Regions from separate parts of the Gossypium hirsutum genome. Here regions 1 and 2 are each linked to region 3. The links are chromatin contacts, called in public Hi-C maps. All regions are on one chromosome and are shown on one strand. Each heading gives the region's core, a stretch centred on a gene start, on an enhancer-like site or on the middle of the called end of the contact. The rest is flanking DNA. Distances are from core to core; before and after follow the strand shown. Region 1 holds the start of LOC107945906 (internal alternative NAD(P)H-ubiquinone oxidoreductase A1, mitochondrial). Region 2 holds the start of LOC107945895 (PAP-specific phosphatase HAL2-like). Region 3 holds the start of LOC107948137 (vacuolar protein 8).

Evidence for each region. A called contact is a pair of places that touch in the nucleus more often than the background predicts.
Region 1: a Hi-C map of leaf shows a contact between it and region 3, with 2.4 times the contacts expected there. The contact joins the promoter of LOC107945906 here to the promoter of LOC107948137 in region 3. A contact is called at or near these places in 6 of 34 Hi-C or Micro-C datasets (anther, callus, leaf and 1 more).
Region 2: a contact with region 3 is called in a Hi-C map of leaf, with 4 times the contacts expected there. The contact joins the promoter of LOC107945895 here to the promoter of LOC107948137 in region 3. A contact is called at or near these places in 5 of 34 Hi-C or Micro-C datasets (callus, leaf and petal).

Annotation. Positions count from the first base shown.
Region 1 is chrA06:91,794,065-91,797,447 of Gossypium_hirsutum_v2.1, reverse strand. LOC107945906 (internal alternative NAD(P)H-ubiquinone oxidoreductase A1, mitochondrial) reads left to right here and starts at 2,082. Exons shown (of 8, transcript XM_016880068.2): 1 at 2,082-2,327; 2 at 2,970-3,383. The coding sequence starts at 3,012.
Region 2 is chrA06:91,722,490-91,725,582 of Gossypium_hirsutum_v2.1, reverse strand. It overlaps LOC107945895 (PAP-specific phosphatase HAL2-like), which reads left to right and starts at 1,589. Exons shown (of 3, transcript XM_016880047.2): 1 at 1,589-2,121; 2 at 2,918-3,093. The coding sequence starts at 1,752.
Region 3 is chrA06:91,950,727-91,953,779 of Gossypium_hirsutum_v2.1, reverse strand. It overlaps LOC107948137 (vacuolar protein 8), which reads right to left and starts at 1,336. Exons shown (of 1, transcript XM_016882604.2): 1 at 1-1,336. The coding sequence starts at 894.

The DNA.
Region 1 (3,383 bases), core at 833-3,332, 160 kb after region 3:
GTTTCTAATTTTTGTAAATTGTTCCTAAACTTTCCAAATTGTTCCAAATTAGTCTCAAATTGCTTCTTAGCTATTTTTAGGGCCTCGATGGCTCAATTTAGGGACAAAATGCATGCGATTGGATGAATTATGATATGTTTAGCCTATTTGAATGATATGATGTTTAATGTTCTCGATTGTACGGTAATGCTCTGTAACCCTAATCTGGCGACGAAGATAGGTTAGGGGTGTTACAATTCAAATATTGGCTTGTAGTTGTTGGATAACTTTCGCCTGCAAGGAAACCTCAACATCAAGATGGTGTAGAAACCTTTGATCAAAAGCTGAGAGTTGAATTGACATGCTTGTCTTAGTGCCAACTCCTACAGGCACTATCTCCACTAATTGATCAGAGACAACTTCAGGGAGTGTTGCTTGGTGTTTCCCTTCAAGCCACTTGTATGAAAACTTCAATTTCGGAGGCTTCCTTTCATTGGTGATTAAGTTCTTTTTTTTTAAATTTTGAGCTCCAAGCGACAATTCGACGATTTGTATGATGGATTAGTAAACATCAATAAGTAGATGAACATATCTTAAATCGAAGTCAATCTGTTGGTCAATGTTGGAGACCAAGGAAGAAAGTTGTTAATGTGTTTGTTTGTAAATTCATGATGTTTAAAGTTGTTTCATGAAAAAAAAACTTAATTGTAGAAGAGAAAGGGAATGAGAGCTTTTGATTTATATAAGCAATGCGAGCAGAGAAGTCGATTTTAACAACTCAATGACTTCAATAAAAAATTTTAAATTATTTAATAACTATTTTTTAAATTTTAAACTAAAGGGATGAAAATATAAATTTAGTATTAGTTTAATGATGTTACGGTGTAATTTATCTTAAACCTAATTTCGTACTAAAGTAGTAAACCAAAGGCCAAATTCAATTCATTGAATGCGACATTCCAAAACAATAAAGAAAAAACAGCAAGAACGTGGGAGACAAGACAAACAATGAAACAACCCTTTTGTGCCTGTCAAACTTTGACACTTACAACAAAAACACGACACCGGGGGAACCTGCACTGGATCTTTCTTTCACACCAAACACTGTGTTGGAGGGACTCGTCTTTTCTCAATATAAATCGATTTTAAGTAGTTTAAATTTTGTATTGGTTTAATAAAATATAATTATTGGATTTAATTTGCAATTTTAAAATTTATTTTACATATAACTATATATATTATGCTTTTAAATTATATTTACATGTATATATAATATATAAAAATATTTTAAAAAATTAAGAAACTCAAAGTAATATACCAAACTACATCTATATCGATATACAAGAATATTAAAAAATGCATTTATAGTATAGTATTTGATTATTTTGTTTATAAAAATATTATGGAGATTCTTATACTGTGAGTCAAATTATATTTTGTTCTTTTTTAACTCAAAAAATAAACCAATTAATTTTTATGTACTAGATTAAAAGGTAAATTAATCATTCTATTAAAAATTAGTTCTTGTACCATAACACGTCACATGTATTATTTAATTAATAATAGAAATAAATTAAATTTTTAATAAAAATAACAAATTTACCCGATGTTTACTTTCACCTAAGTCCATCAAAAGCCGTTCAACTTCCATCTTTCCAAAAAAACTGGGGGACTTTTTCACACTTACTTTGAAGAGTCGCCGCCACCATTCCACAGAACTATTGCTTGGACTTTGCTTTTATACTGTACAGCCAGCTGGATCATATGAATTTTACAAACCATCCTCATTTATTTAGCTTTCATCTTGGAGAAAAATACTTTAAAATAATATATTTATTTCAGATTTATAGAATTTTAAAAATAAAAATAAAAACATTTTATGCATATTGCTTTCCTTGCCAAATCAATTTTAAATTATTAAAAGCAAACCCTAAATTCATGATACTTTCAAACTATGTCGTTTAAGAATTAGGAACCAGAAAAGATTCCGTAATATTCTTGCTTTTTCCGTTTCCAACTCACGTAATGTACGGCAGCTTTCCTCTTTTTTTAATTTCTCTTTCTCCTGTTCTCCACCAATATAAATATACATGCTTTCAAGAGGGTGTTTAGCTTAGCTCAACAATTTTCTTGCACCTCAAGTCGGCTGCTTTCAGCTTTCAGCACCTTCATCTACCTTTTATTTTAGTATTTTTTTTTTAAATTTACTGTCGACATCACCAAAACTATTAATACTTATTGGGCTTTGATTCTTTGTGTGTGTTCTCTGAAAACAACGCCATTAACATTTTCTCTTAAAACCTCTCCCAGAATCTACTTCAAGAAGACAAACCTCAAATATTTCCAAAGTAATGTCCTTCATCTTCTTTATTAAAAAAAAACTGTTCTTTGTTTCTTTCTCTTCTATTGTTTTGTTTTCAGTTAGGCAATTTTGTGGTAAATGGTTGTTCATTGGTCATACTTATTTCTAACAGTTCACTGTTACATGTTTGATAAGATTTTTGGTTTCTGTCTAGGGTTTTACTATAACATCTCTAAAACCCTTTGTGCTTGTATAGTAGGATAGTTGCTCGTATGTTTAAATATATTAATTAGGCTGCCTCTAGTGATACTTAGAAACCAAAAGAAGATTCTTGAAAGAAATGCCTTCATTTTATTACTACTTTGTCGTATGCAATTTGTGCTACTCCCCTCACATTTAGTCGTATTTGTACAAATCGTCGTTGCTTCTAATGATACATTTGTCGCAAATTCAGAACTTTCTTGGCAATGATCGATTGAATATTCTTCATATATATGGTGTTTTCTGATAGGTTTGGGCTGGTTCTACTGTTAAAATACAGAGTTGGTCGGTTAAATCGTTTTTTTGTTAACCGAATCGACGGGTTGCCCTCCCCAGCTTCTCTATTTAACTCATCTCCTCAATTCAGCCCTTCTGCTATATTTGAATTGTATACCTTACTTCACTATATATTTCTTTTCCAGGGCAGAAATAAAGGTATTGCTAGAAATTTGATTAAAACAAGTTGTTCATGGCACTTGCACGGGTTGCCAGGAGTGGCTTGAGAAGATCAGGTGGTGTCGTTGGTAGTAACACGACTGAGAGGAATATCTTCTTTGAAAGATTATCCGGTTCCCTTGAAAAAATCAATGTGCACAGCAATTTGACATCCCTTTCCACCATAAAAGGGTTGAATCACATGAATTTTTGGAGCAGGGGAATAAGGACAACCCCACATTATCAGTTTCCTTTAGCTGACCGACTAGTGGAGACAGAGTCGGAGTCGGAACATGATGAACCAAGGTATCCAGGACTAGAGGCAACCAAGCCAGGCGAAAAGCCTAGAGTGGTTGTCCTTGGTACTGGATGGGCAGCATGCCGATTCCTCAATGGGCTTGACACC
Region 2 (3,093 bases), core at 340-2,839, 230 kb after region 3:
TATTAAGCATCAACACATGAATATTAAGACTATATAATTCATAATTAATGTCACATAATCACCTAAAAATGCACAAAGAATGAGGCTAAATTTTGTTACTTTTGACACTTATCAGTTTTTAGAATCAGACTGATGGTCGAACCAATCAGGCTACAAGTATGCCAGTTTGACTGGTATGTCCAGTTCAATTAAATAAAACATTGAAAAAAAATCAGTTCAACCGTTTGATTCCCAAGTCAACTGATCTAATGGCTTTCTTTGGACAAATAACCTTATTGATTTCAATCTAATTATTTTGATCAATCCTATCCTAATCAAGTTTTCATGGTCTTTTTTAAAATTCCTATATGTTTATATCAAATTTATTATTTTAATATTTGTATTTTTTATGATTTTTGTATAGTTATGCATTTTTAAATATGTTATATTAATTTTATAAAAAATTAATGATTTATTAGATATTTTGTATTTTATAATATTGATAAGTTTGTATTATTTTTTATAAGTTTACATAAAATTTAATATTTATAAATTTCTATTCTTTTATAAAATTTTTTAATGATTTTTAATTATTCTTATAACAAAATATTAGATTAAAATAAAAGTTATCATATGTTACTGTATGATTGGTCTATTAATTCATTTTAACAATTAACGTAATCAATGACGAAAATTATTAACGCCATGGTTGAATTAAAAATTTATTTTTAACAAGAATTTAATATTTTTGACTATCTATGAATAGATTTTTGACATATAATTGTTTTTTTTAATACAGCTGAGGTTGAATAAAATTGAAGTTTGGATTTCAAAAATAAATGTGTGAAGCATTTAAGTTGAATTAAATATAAAAAAAAAATGTTACCGCTTAAGGCTATCTTTTATCAACACCACTTTGATTAACTTCAAACGTATTGATGAAATCATGATGACACCCAAAAGCAAAGAATTATTGCCCTGGTATTTAAGAGTACTAACGTTGAAAACGCTTGCAAGCTTCTACCTTGGGATGATAGACCACCAATATCAAGAGAGACCCATCCATGATGCTAATCACCATTTAACGCCTTCTTTATCATTACTTTAAGCTCAATTAACGAGGAAAACTGAGAAGGAAACATTTACTGACGAATGCAGTGGAAACTATTCAAAATCAAAGCTGCTGCTCTCCATTACTACAACACCCTGTTTCTCCATTACTTTTGACACAAAACAGGATCATCCCCTAGTAAGACAACACTCTGGATGGCACTCAAATCAGGGTTTTCCACCCCTTCACTTTTTTTTGGATTTAAAATTGAAGTCTAGTTATTATCCTTCCTTAAAATTAGTTTTATTAAATTTATCAATTAATATTTTAAAATTTAAAAAAAATATTAAAATTATTAATGTATTAATGACATTAATTAATTATTGTCGAAAAAATTATATATAATCATGTAACATTTTAATAAAAAAGAAGATATTAAAAGTTAAAATATAAATATTAAATGTGAGAATAATCAAAATGGTTAAAGAGAAGAGAGAGATGTGAATGCAGACTTTTGGTTTATATATAGTGTTATTGGTTCTGAGTTGAAAATCTCATTGCAATGAGAGATTGAGATATTATATGCAGAAATTTACACCCAACCTGAGTGTAATTTGTCTCACAATTACAATAAACCATTATCTGTTTTATTTGTTTTTATATTTATAGGTCTCCTCAACGCAAAACAAAGAAGAGAGCGAGAGTATCTAATCATTTCCAAATGCCTTTAAATTGCTCAACCCTTGGTTTCAGAGTCCCCCATCTCCTGCCACAAACCAACTACATAGCTTCCACTACCTACGTGGGAAGCTGCTTCCCTACGCATAGGACAAAAACCCACCCACACAACTTCCACATTGTTTCTCAGTTAAAGTCTAACCAAAACTTCTCTTCTTCTTCTTCTTCTTCTTCTTCCTCAGTAATGGAAGAGCAGAGAGAGCTTGTTGTTTCACCAGCTCAAGCACAAGAAGCATATGCCAAGGAATTGGATGTCGCTATCAGGGCTGTTCAAATGGCCTCTTCTCTCTCTCTCAATCTTCAACACACTTCACTTCATTCCAAACATGACAACTCTCTTCTCACTCTGCCAGGTACATCAATCACCTTTTCTTTCCTTTTAACTCTGCATCTTGGGTGGTTAAATGTAACCCAGAACGTGGATACTTCCAGTACAAGGTACAAAGAACTAAAATACCATTCACTATTTCTATAACATGTAATTTTCGATCTATTTAGCAAGAATGAAATACGATTTATTGGACATAAAATTTTGGGGAATTTGCGCATATAGTTTGTGTTTATGTGAACCCAATTTTACATAAATAAATTTCGAAATTTGTCAAGTTTTACTTTATACTTTTATATTATATTATATGCTGATACAATCAGATTTACAAATTTGGATCACTAGTGTTTCTATGTACCAATTCAAAGTTAATGATTTTTAGTACAAGCTGAAATTGATATATGAGGATAATTGCTGCGTTGCCAATGTTTTGTTGACAAATAAGGGGTCATGAAAAGGATTTGATGCCTACAGTTAAAATGCTGACCACATCTCTCATTTAATTGGGCCTTAAAATTTTGAGTGGGAGAAACTATTCCTGGTCACCCATTACGTGTGGAGCAATGCCTGAGAATGGAGAGATCAGTAGGTCCATTAACATACCCTAACTTCAATCCCATAACAAATTGATGGCCATTCAATGAAGTACTATGTTACTCGTATTTGGATGGATACATGTCTAACATGAGTTTATTAAACTTTTTTCCAACTATTTTTTCATCTGCTTGAAGATCCTTGGAAAGTCATATCCCCACACTTCTATTTCCTTGCTTATGCTTGCAAAATCCATCTTAGATTAACCAAAGATTCCTACTTTCTAGATTGGAGCGTTCATGCAGCGGTAAGCTGGATACTTTCTGAATCCTTCGGCTGCCAAAATGTGTCTATTCTTGGCAACAAAGATGTTCAAAGCCTCTCTAAAGCTGATGCAGCTGACCTGCTAGATGCTGTGGTGAAAACAGTCAACGATTGTCTAGTTGAGGCACCTCATTTTGGG
Region 3 (3,053 bases), core at 87-2,586:
ACCGCTTGAACATATTTTCAAGAGTGCCGTCACCCCACCATGAGCTGAAACAGACCATGCATTGTCTGAATTTACAGTCAATGTCTGAAGACACCTAACAGCTCCTTCTTTGCCCAAATTACTGCCGGTTTCCAAAATCCGATTTAAAGGGCCAATAATCCCAGCTTCAACTAAAACCCCTTTATACAAATCAAACCCAGAGATTAAAGATACAATCTTTGAAGCTTCTTCTTGAATTTCCATCTCTGGTGAATCAAGAAAATCGACCAACAATTTCACAATGTCACTAACTTCAAGTGCTACAAGTTTCATGTACCTTTCATCTTCAGCCATAAGTTGATATAAATTCACCAAGGACTGCCTTTTCATTTCTATATCACCAATCTTCATCCTTGTCAACAAATCTCTTACATAGAACCTCATGTCATCTTTACAAGCACCAAAACCAGGCCTGGAAACAACGATGGCGAAACCATGGCTCAGAACCCCAGCAGTGTAAATCCCTGAAAGATTCTTTACATGGAGATCAAATTTTGCAACCATCACATCAAGGTCATTTTGCATCAGGAGCTTTCCACTGTAAGAAAGATCCACACATCTTCTCCCGAGATCATAACACTCGTTTACAGTTGCCAAAATGGAAGGAACCACGTCAGAGAAGGCCGCTGCGTTTTCACTTGAATCACAGTTTCCAACAGCCATCAACCCAGAACTCATCTCTTCTAGCTTCTTTCGAATGAGTTGCCATTTAACATTAAAAACTTTGATAGAATGTGAAAGAGAAATCAAAGAAGATATAACCTGAACAGCCTGCTTGATACTAGATTTCATTGCACTGAAAGATTCTATTGAATTCTGGTGCTGCTTTTGCATTGGTTTCTCTTCTTCTCCCATTTTTTTCCCCTTTTTCTTCAAATTCAATGCTTGCTTTGAAGGAAGGAATCTAACACTGTCTAAGAAGAGAGAGAAAGAGGGCCACTGACTGCAGATATCTAATCTAAAGTTATCTTTTCATTTTGCAGCTGCAACTGAAATGGGGGTCTTTAATTTTATATTTAGAATAGAGGGCTGACCGTTTAGGTGGTGTAACAGTGACAAGTCAATAGGATGAAGATAAGGGTATAAATTTCTGCCATAATAACAAGGGTTAAAACTTAAAAGGGTGGCTGAAGCTCACAGCGTGAAAAGAACTGAGGAGGGAGATGGTTAAAAGGAAAAAGAAAAGTAGTGTATCTGATTCTGATCAGTGATAAAGGACTTGAAAGGTTTCATCTCTTTATTGACGATTGTATTTGTAGAACACTGTACATGCATGAATGGGGTTTTGCAGTGGGTTGCTGTGGGGGCACCTATCAACAATAAGGTTTCTTTAAAATCTCATCAGATCTCATGAACTTTCTATTTACTTTTCCACCGTTTCAATTTAATTGTATTGTAATATGTACAAGGTAAGAAAATGAATTTATGATAAAAATTTGAATTTTGATATAACGTAAATCAGCCTTAATTGGATTGTAATTCGTACGAGGTAAGAAAATAAACCTTAATTCTTAATTAGTCAAATGTCATCATTGTTTGTCCATAATCAAATCAATCAACAAATCTTGTTGGCTCATCTTTCCCACGTTAAATGTTAGTTTCTTTCTTCCATTATTTTTGGAGCAATTGCCCATATTTTTCTATAACTGCCCTAGATTTGATGAATATGTCAAAATAAAAGAAAAATTAAAGAAATAGGTTATTTTATAATATATTTAAAGAAATAAATTGATTTTTAAACACGACGTTTTTTTTTTCTTTTCAAAATCTGCCAAATAGAAAGTGCAGTGATTTAAATCTAAATCTTTTACATATCACTCCAACTTAGATAAAGATGAAATGGTAGAATGAAAAAAAATAAAAAAGCATCTACTATTACATAAAAAAAAACTTTATTTTAGATTTAAAAAGATTCAATTAAGTTGTTTTGAATTTTTCTTTATTCAATTGAGTCTGAAACTAATAAAATTGATCAAATAAGCTTTTTAACTGGCGTTTATCGTTAATATTTAACTGCAACGCTAATATGGCTGTTAATAGATACCATGCCAGCGTCGATTGATGACGTGGTGGTGCTACATCAACACCAATTGTTAACGTGGTAGTGTCATGCCAGCAAAATAAAAAAAATATAAGAAAATATCTAAATTTATATTTTTAAAATAATTGCAAAATAAATCTAGATAAAGAGGTGTCGACAAGTGATTGTCTGTGTTCATTTGAACGTGGACACCTATTTATCTAGATTCATTCTGTAATTATTAAAAAAATAAAAAAAATCATTAAAGTTTACTAAAATTTATAAAATTTATTAGAAATTATTTAAAAATCATAAAATATATTAAAAATTATTAAAAACCATAAAAATTTAGAAAAAAAGATTTTTTAAAATTATAAGAAATTAATTAAAAATCAAAAAATTATAATTATTTAAATTATTTTTATAAAAATTATATTCCTCATTTTGATTAAATTATTTGATTAATATAACTTGTGCAAATTGAAAAATGAGAGGCAAAAATATGACAAAAAACTGTTAATCTTAATTTTATGATATAAGTTGTTGATCTTTTTTTATTTAAAATATAAAAATAATAAAATAAATTTTACAAAATTTATAAAATTGTCTGATTTTTAATTAATTTATAATATTTTTATAAAATTTATTTTTTTTAGTTTTAATGATTTTTTTATTTTTTATAATTCCATAATATATTTGATAAATGGGTGTCCAAATTCAAATGAACCTGGACAATTGTTTGTTAAATATGTACTTAATTTAAAAATAATTTATATTTTTTTTTCGGTGATGTGGCTCTATTATATTAGCAATCGTTGCTAACGTGACATTTATTAACGGCCATGTTAGCATTGTTGTTAAATACTAATAGTAAAAGTTAGTCAAAATACTTATTTATCCAATTTTATTAGTTTAGAGGCGTGTAAAAAAATTGAAAAAGCTTAATTAATTTTTTTGGCTTAAGGTGTAAAAAGTCCTCAAACTTAAAAAAATA